Regions from separate parts of the Ovis aries genome. Here all the other regions are linked to region 2. The links are chromatin contacts, called in public Hi-C maps. All regions are on one chromosome and are shown on one strand. The core of a region is the stretch at or near the end of the contact, and the rest is flanking DNA. Distances in the headings are between cores, read along the strand shown.

The links. Hi-C and Micro-C count contacts between places; a contact is called where the count stands out from the background.
Region 1: a contact with region 2 is called in a Hi-C map of liver, with 4 times the contacts expected there. The contact joins the enhancer-like site here to the promoter of COQ2 in region 2. A contact is called at or near these places in 5 of 16 Hi-C or Micro-C datasets (blood, hypothalamus, liver and 2 more).
Region 3: a contact with region 2 is called in a Hi-C map of muscle, with 5 times the contacts expected there. The contact joins the promoter of ABRAXAS1 here to the promoter of COQ2 in region 2. A contact is called at or near these places in 3 of 16 Hi-C or Micro-C datasets (blood and muscle).

The regions. Positions count from the first base shown.
Region 1 is chr6:98,578,594-98,581,293 of ARS-UI_Ramb_v3.0, forward strand. COPS4 (COP9 signalosome subunit 4) reads left to right here. Exons shown (of 10, transcript XM_004009957.5): 10 at 1,273-1,795. The coding sequence ends at 1,406. Among named protein-coding and RNA genes, the nearest start is that of COPS4, 38 kb to the left of the region's middle. Within about 2 kb of position 1,353, at least 11 of the 54 cell types and tissues checked have an H3K27ac peak or open chromatin away from gene starts, as enhancers often do. A contact at or near this core is called in liver, where this site is marked.
Region 2 is chr6:98,766,529-98,769,228 of ARS-UI_Ramb_v3.0, forward strand. COQ2 (coenzyme Q2, polyprenyltransferase) reads right to left here and starts at 1,447. Exons shown (of 7, transcript XM_015096604.3): 1 at 1,178-1,447. The coding sequence starts at 1,430.
Region 3 is chr6:98,956,314-98,959,013 of ARS-UI_Ramb_v3.0, forward strand. ABRAXAS1 (abraxas 1, BRCA1 A complex subunit) reads right to left here and starts at 1,330. Exons shown (of 9, transcript XM_015096606.4): 1 at 1,219-1,330. The coding sequence starts at 1,305.

The DNA.
Region 1 (2,700 bases), core at 103-2,602, 190 kb before region 2:
CACTTACTCCTCATACCTCTCTCTCTCCAGGCCCTGGCAGCTAATTTCTGTTGTTTCTATGGATTTACCTGTTGTGGATATTTGATATGAATGAAACCATGCAATATGTGACCTTTCAGCTTCTTTCACGTAATGTAGTGTTTTCAAGTTTCACTCATGTTATAACATGTAGTCAGTACTTCATTCCTTTCTAAGGCTGAGTAATACTTAGTTGTGTAGATGTACTATAATCCTTCCCCTGTTTTTAATTTTCAAAATTATCTTGGCTATTCTCAAACATCAGTTTTTCCATATTAACTTCAGTAATTTTATCTTGTTCAGGAAGCAAAACAGAGAAAGGGGGGATTGTCTTGGAAATTTCTTTAAATTTATGTATTAATAGAAAAGGACTGATATTTCTAAGATACTACATCTTTCCAGCTGGAAATGTGGTTTGTATCTGCTCAAGTTATTTTATGTCCTTTAGTCAGATTTTATAGTTTTTTTTCCCGTCATTAATTCTGTGCCCAAATTTGTAAATGTTGATGCTGTTTTGGATGGAGCTGCTCCCTCCCTAGTTTTTCATTTCTAACTGCAGATTGCTGTGCAGAGAAAAGCCTGCTAGATCATGAGGTTTTTTGTTTGGAGTTTAAATATTAAAATATTCTTTAGAGTCCAGTAGAGACAGCGTGGAGTAGGTAAATAGGCTTACTTTCCCCAGTAGGTGGCAGTGTCTTATGAAGGTATAAAGTGAAAGAAAGTGAAAGTCGCTCAGTCCTGTCGAACTCTTTGTGACCCCACAGACTATACACTCCATGGAATTCTCTAGGCCAGAATACTGGAGTGGGTAGCCTTTCCCTTCTCCAGGGGATCTTCCCAATCCAAGGATCAAACCCAGGTCTCCTGCGTTGCCGGCAGATTTTTTACCAACTGAGCCACCAGGGAAGCCCAAGAATCCTGGAGTGGGTAGCCTGTCCCTCCTCCAGGGGATCTTAAGGTATAAACTGAGTGAGAAAAGCACTTCAGTGCTTTAACTTCAGTGAAGTCATCTTACTGTTGTGGATGAGGTGGTTTGATTGGTTTTATTTTGTATATTTTTGTTTTGTTTTATATTCTGTGCCAGTGACTGGAGTACTTTTCTTAACTGTTGCTTAATTAGCTTAATTTTATCAGCCAAGAGTTTCGTATTAAACTTTTAAAAATCAGCGTTTCTGTATTTTGTCTTCTAATTCACATTCACTATGGTCGCAAAGGAGTAACTTCAGCTTTGTACATTATTCCTTTTTTCTCTAGCACGAGAAGCCCTGCCAACATGGGACAAACAGATCCAGTCACTGTGTTTCCAAGTGAATAACCTGCTGGAGAAGATTAGCCAGACAGCACCAGAATGGACAGCTCAAGCCATGGAGGCCCAGATGGCTCAGTGACTCCTGCAGGCCGTCTGTGCACACTACACCTTTCCCATGTTGTACAGATTCATTTCACTATCTCTCAGAAACATTTGCATCATGACCTTGCATCGTTCAATCCCTTTTATGCTGGATTTTATTTAAAGAAGACATTATTAGAGCAGGAAGTACAAGCATTTAAAAAATATGTAGTTCCCATTTATTCAGGGTCTCTGTGTATCAAGCTAACTCAGATGTTTTGAAAGCTTTTTCTTTAAACAGAGTAAGTGACATATCTGTGGCTAAGGAGTTTGGGATTTGTGATAACTTTGTAGTCATGTAAAAATAAGTGCTTTGTGCCTCTCCACAGGTGGTTATTCTAATAAATGGAGAAGTGAGCCAAATAAAAGTAGTACTTTTGTTTTTAATTAGTGAATATTCTTTTGTTCCTTTTCCCTTTTGCTTCTGCAGACAATTATTTGTCCCGTAGGCAAGAAATGAAAAGATAAGCCAAAAAGCCTCTTCCCTAGGTATTCACAGTCACAGAGCCAAGAGTCAGCACTTGAAATACTTGTACCAAGTCTGAGAGCACACAGTGGGGAATTTTTTATTTAGCAGAGAAGGATCAGCAAAGACTCCTCAGAATCATTCCAGCCTCCCTTCATAGAGAACATGGGGAAGGACTTTTAAAAAAGAGTCTGTAGGCAACTACCAGTTTCAACTCAAACATGTAAGGAGCTCAAGTAGTCACTCCATCCTCACAGCAAGAGAAGGCTTAACAGGTGGAAAAAAATCAATTCCTTTTCTTAGGTCCACCAGAGAATTGAGGTCACAGGGCACACCACCACTCCCAAAACTGGAAAAATAAACAGAGTCACAGTAAAGGTCAGCTTACCAGGAGCAGACCAGCTTGAGCCAGTAACTGGTGAATAGTGAAATGGTAACTTTGAGAAATTACTGGAGGCTAACTATGGACTAGGGCTTCTGTGGAGGCTCAGTGGTAAAGAATGCCTGCAATGCGGGAGATGTGCGTTAGATCCCTGCTTTGGGAAGATCCCCTGAAGAGGGAAATGGCAGCCCACTCCAGTATTCTTGCCTGGGAAATCCCATGGACAGAGGAGTCTGGTGGGCTGCAGCCCATGGGGTTGAAATAATAGCAATAAGTTTGGATTGGCAGGACAGTTAAAACCCCCTGGTACTCCAGGAAGTTCTCATGATTAAGATGAGGGATCCCCTTGTGTTTCAGGGGAGGAGAAAGCGACTATTTTGAAATACTTCCAGATCATTTTCCATGACAAAGGCCTGCCCTCTGAAGGAAATTACTCTACCAAGG
Region 2 (2,700 bases), core at 197-2,696:
CCCTGATGCCAAAAACGCTGGGGACCACTGCTCTGAGGTACACTTTCTTCTCAACTTTTTTCCAGCAATGAACATTCACAATAATTACTCTTTTCCCACTGTACTTACTATCTGTATCACTTATATTTGATCCCATAGTTTCCCAACTCACCCAATACTTTGTTACTTTTTTTTTAACCAGACTGGGAGTTCTCTGAAAGGACAAAGTGGCCACAGCTCTTTCTATCCCTAAGGCTAGACGATGTAGTAGGACTTCAGTCTTTCAATATTACTGCCAGGGTCTTCTAGACACTAGAAATAAAAGTCCCATATAAGTGGAGTTTATGCTGTATTGGAAAAGTGTATCAACCAATAAACGCATAAGGCTAGCAGCGAAGGTTATGAAGAAAAATGAGAGGTAAAGAGAGACTGCAGTGAAAGGTGAGTATGTTACACAGAAAAGTCAAGGAAATCCTCCCTTAGGAGGCGACCGTGAGCTGATAAGTAGTAGACAAGTACAATGCCTGCAGCATTCGAATGGATTAAATCTTTGTGCTACAAACAGTGCAGGGCAAAGAGCTAAGAAACTCAGCATCATCCGGTCTGCTCTCCAGAGAGCCTAGGTTTCCTCTGCATTCGCTTTGGGGGCCTTGCAGCATTATGGGAAAGATGAAACATAATGAATGTGGAAATGCTTGCACACTGTGCTACTGCTAAGTCGCTTCAGCCGTGTCCGACTCTGTGTGACCCCATAGACGGCAGCCCACCAGGCTCCCCCGTCCCTGGGATTCTCACTCCAATGCATGAAAGTGAAAAGTGAAAGTGAAGTCGCTCAGTCGTGTCCGACTCTTCGCGACCCCATGGACTGCAGCCTACCAGGCTCCTCCGTCCATGGGATTTTCCAGGCAAGAGTACTGGAGTGGGGTGCCATCGCCTTCTCCGCTTACACACTGTAAATCTGCGCAAATGCAGGGATGCGGGCACGGAATTTCCGCTCGATTCACAACTTGCAAACACGGTCTGTGGGATGAGCGGAGTTTCTGCCCCGCTCAGGATTCAGGGAGCGGGTGACAGCCGGCCGGGCACTTCGGAGATTGCCCTGTTCGGGTTTCTCGAGGGTAAGGAGCACCTAGAGGCCAAGCCGCGGCTTTCGGGCTTCATTTCCAGCCCCCGGACCGCCGCGTCGGTCCGCACTCACCTATGGGCTTGTCCAACCGCATGAGGCGCAGGTAGGGCTGCAGAGGGCGGGGCGCCGAGTTCACGACCGCGGCTGCCGACAGGCTCAGCGGACGCCCGCGCGGCCCCCGCCCGGCCGAGGGCTGCCAGTTCGCCGCGTGGAGCCCGCGGGCCGCGTGCACCAGGGCCAGGGAGCGGCCGCGCGCGCCCCACAGCCATGCCTGCGTCCCAGCCCGCAGGCCCTGCACGAGTCTCGCGCCGCCAGCGCCCAGCATGGCGCTCGGGAGAGCCTGGACCCGCAGGGGCCTGACGTCATTCACGAGCGTCAGGTCAGCGGCAGGCTGCGGGGTGACGTAAGCGGGATGACGGTCCGCGCCGGTCCGGCTACATGGCCCAGCGGCCTGATCCTTTCGAGTAACGTGAAATGAAAAGTGTCGCGGTCACCTAGCGCTGTGAAGGAGTTCCTCAGAGGAAGGAATTCCTGGTATCAAAATACGTAGCAGTTGTTATAGGGAAAAGTAAAATAAAATAAAACCACCTGAGAAAAACCTACGGAAGCCCAATACTGGTTTGCAGTAGAAACTGTTTCCTTTTTAAAGCTAAAAGATCACCAAACGGCCAAAAGCCAAGAAGGTAAACTAAAGCCATATTCAGGGTTAAGGGACGTTCACTGCACAAATGAAAACCTTAAATTTGATAGTCAATTCAGAGTTCGCATAACCCAGAGGCAGCGAGTGTGTGGGCTCCTGTGAGCTTGCAGCTGGAACATCTGGTCTGAGCACTTCATTCTAGTCAACTCCTGGGTGGCCCTCTGTGCCAGGCCCCTTGACAGGCACTTTACATGTATTATCCCATTTAATCATTACTGAGTGACTGTGGGCAAGTCTTGCGTTTGAATTTTAGTGTTCCAGGGAATTAGGTTAGTCTTTAAGTGCCTATCTTTAAAACCCCGATCAGTAATTCAGTGATATCTTGAGTCTCCAGTGGTGGTGGTCAAGGAAGTAGTCCTTAATAAATTTAGGAAACTAGTTCACACTAGTTCAGTAACTCCAGACGCTTGCTCAGACTCATGTCCATCCAATCGGTGATGCCATCCAACCATCTCATCCTCTGTCTTCCCCTTCTCCTCCTTCCAGCTTTATGGGGAAGAAGAAACAATGAATGTGGAAGGGCTTCCATACTGAACACTCTGTTTAGTTGTAGACAGTGGGATCCAGGCACTGGGAAATGTTATTCTATATTTGTAAAGGAAAAGACACATTCTCCTGTACCTATCTATTCTCAACTACAGCACTATATGACTTGTGACACCAGACGTGTGGATTTCCCACACATCAAATGCTTCTGCAACACTCAAGTGTCCTGAAATTTCACTCAATCCTGGCGCTATCTAGCTGGAGTTTGCATCAGCTCCCACAGGTTTTAGGCTGAGTCCTGTAAGATTGTTGATAGTCCCCTTTCAGTGAAAGTGGCTCAGTTGTGTCTGACTCTTTGGGACCCCATGGACTGTAGCCCACCAGGCTCCTCCTTCCATGAAATTCTCTA
Region 3 (2,700 bases), core at 80-2,579, 190 kb after region 2:
GCGCCAAAAAACTATTTTGGAAAAGACAAGCCTTTATTACAAAATGAAAGGCACAAAATTTAGCAGAAATCACAAAGCTCGGAACAGTACAATATTCTCTAAACCCTATTAGCAAGTTACTAAGCACTTCCCTGGTGGCTCAGACGGCCAAGAATCTGCCTGCAATGCAGGAGGCCTAGGTTCGATTCCTGGGTCAGGAAGATCCCCTGGAGAAAGGAATGGCAACCCACTCCAGTTTTCTTGCCTGGAGAATACCAAGGACAGAGGAGTCTGGCAGGCTATACAGCCCATAGGGTCGCAAAGAGTTGGACACCACCGAACGACTAACACAAAACACTTACTCTTTATGACACTATTTCTCGGGCTCAAAGTTTTACAGTGGTTTTTAGTTTCATAATTGGAGAAGGAAATGGCAACCCACTCCAGTGTTATTGCCTGAAGAATCCCAGGGACGGGGGAGCCTGGTGGGCTGCCGTCCATGGGGTGGCACAGAGTCGGACACGGCTGAAGTGACTTAGCAGCAGTTAGTTTCATAAATATAAAAGTTAAAAATAGGCTATATTTAAAAAAAACCTACTTCACTACTTAACTTTATCTAGAGGTTTTGAACCTAGGCAAAGTGTGAAGTCAGCATTTAAATATTTAATATTGGAGGTTATACTTAAAAAGCTGAGGCCATAGCTTAATATATTTGACACCAACGCAAACAAGTCAGATACCCGATATACATCTTCTCCGCGTACTAAGACTGACGCCAAAACAGCCACCGGTGGCATCATCCATCTTTCCTTTACAAGCCATCCATTTGAGCAAAGGTGCCCAGCTGCGGCTCCGCAAGGGAAACACCGAGATGTCTGGGGAAACCACGGTCGGGAGCGAGGAGCAAGTTAACCCGCAACGTTCCGAGCCGCGGCGGGAACGCTGTGTGAACTTTCTATTCCTTCACGACCGAGGGGGACTGCCGAGAGACACGGGGGCGTGCGGGGCACGGAAACGCAAACACTGGTTGCTAGAGGGGAGCTGAACCTGGAGAAGAAATCTCTAGGACCTCCCGGGAGCGAGAGAAGGCAGCTCCGACGGCAGAGAGCCTGGGCGTCGGCGGCGGGGAGCCCACGGGCGGGACCCGAGCAGCGGCGGCCCGGAGGTCGCCCAAGCGCAGGGGGATGGGGGGGGGGCCCTCCGAGGCGACGCCGGATCCCGCCCCCGCCCTCGGCTCACCGTGTCCGAGTCGGTGTTGAGGTGCTGGAAGGCGAGCGCGCCGAGCACAAATCCAGACAGCACCGCCGACGTGCTCTCGCCCTCCATACTTCCGTCGCCGCCGCGCGGCCCCAGGGGGCGGGGCGTGGGCGGGGCCGAGTGAGGAGGCGGAGCCGCGCCAGGAGGCGGACCTACGCCTGCGCAGTGGCCACGGCGCGCTCCGAGGTGCCGCGGACCGGCGGGCGAGGCTCGGGCGCCCTCTGGTGGGAAGGCCGCGGCGAAAAGGTTGTAACTAGTGCTCAGGTCCGTCTTTCTGGGTGTTGGGCAACTGCTCTGCCCAGGGCCAGGTATAGCGCCTTAGTAGCACTCAGGGGCCCTGGCATACAAACGAAAGTATGGAAGATGAAAACAGCTGACAGAATAGAAGCATTGCCTAGTTGGCATAATATCACAATGGAAATGCCACGTTTGGAGTTTTCACAGAGTCAGATGCTGCGCTTTACCATTTGAAACTTCTAGAATACTAACGACAATGTCAGAGAATGTCTCTTCTAGAACTCTCTAGCAATGTTCCATGTCGTGGAGTGAGGGAGAGGGATGGATTTCTTTGAATGTTTGCTTTTAGAAAATTGAGGACTCAATTCAAAGAATCTACAGACTGTTTAACCTTGTTCTGACAAGTTAGTGATAGTTATAAACATGCTGATCATTTGATAAGGGTGCTGCAGAAACCAGTAATTAAGAAACCAAGCACCGCAGTCAGAGAGTTGGAGAACTCAGGTTTATTACGCTGGCGGGCCCAGAGAAGTTAACACTGTAAGCTCTGAGCCCTGAACAAAGGGATTACAGAGTTTTTATACACAAACTATAGTGGGCATCACTTGCTGCTAATAGGTTGGTTTAAACTAAGGGGTTTTGCATACCCGGGTACAGTGGTCAAGATGGGGAGGGGGATGCCTGACCTTTCCACAGACAGGCGTGATTAAGCAGGTTTGCAGGGGCTGGACAATTGGGAAGAGTAGACAAGGATGAGTGAGATTAGCTTCAGTTCCTAGTATTGTAAGTCCCCACTTTCTGAGACTACGTGACCTACGTGATCTAGACTTTGCAAGGGGCAAGCTGAATTACAGAAGTAGAATGAGCAGGAGGTTATTTAAAATTTTAACTTGCCGTCTTCAAGGGGAGTAGGAAGATTATGAATTAACAATTTTCCACATGTGATATGTAAAGCTATGGTTTTTAAATGAAAGCTAGCTATATATCAGACTACTGAATTAAATTAATATTGCTTGTTTCTGGGTTTTGTTGTGTAGCAGCCATATCTGACTAACATATTGAACATATGTATAGCATTAAAAGTTATGTTTTTTCTCTAAAATTAAGTTTCCTGCTGTCATTTCAGCAAAGTTACTGTTAATACAAAAAGATTTTCACTTAAGTTGTGTTTTATAGGTAATAATGATATAAAGGATTAAAAACTTTTTAAAAGTTTGTCCAAGAGAA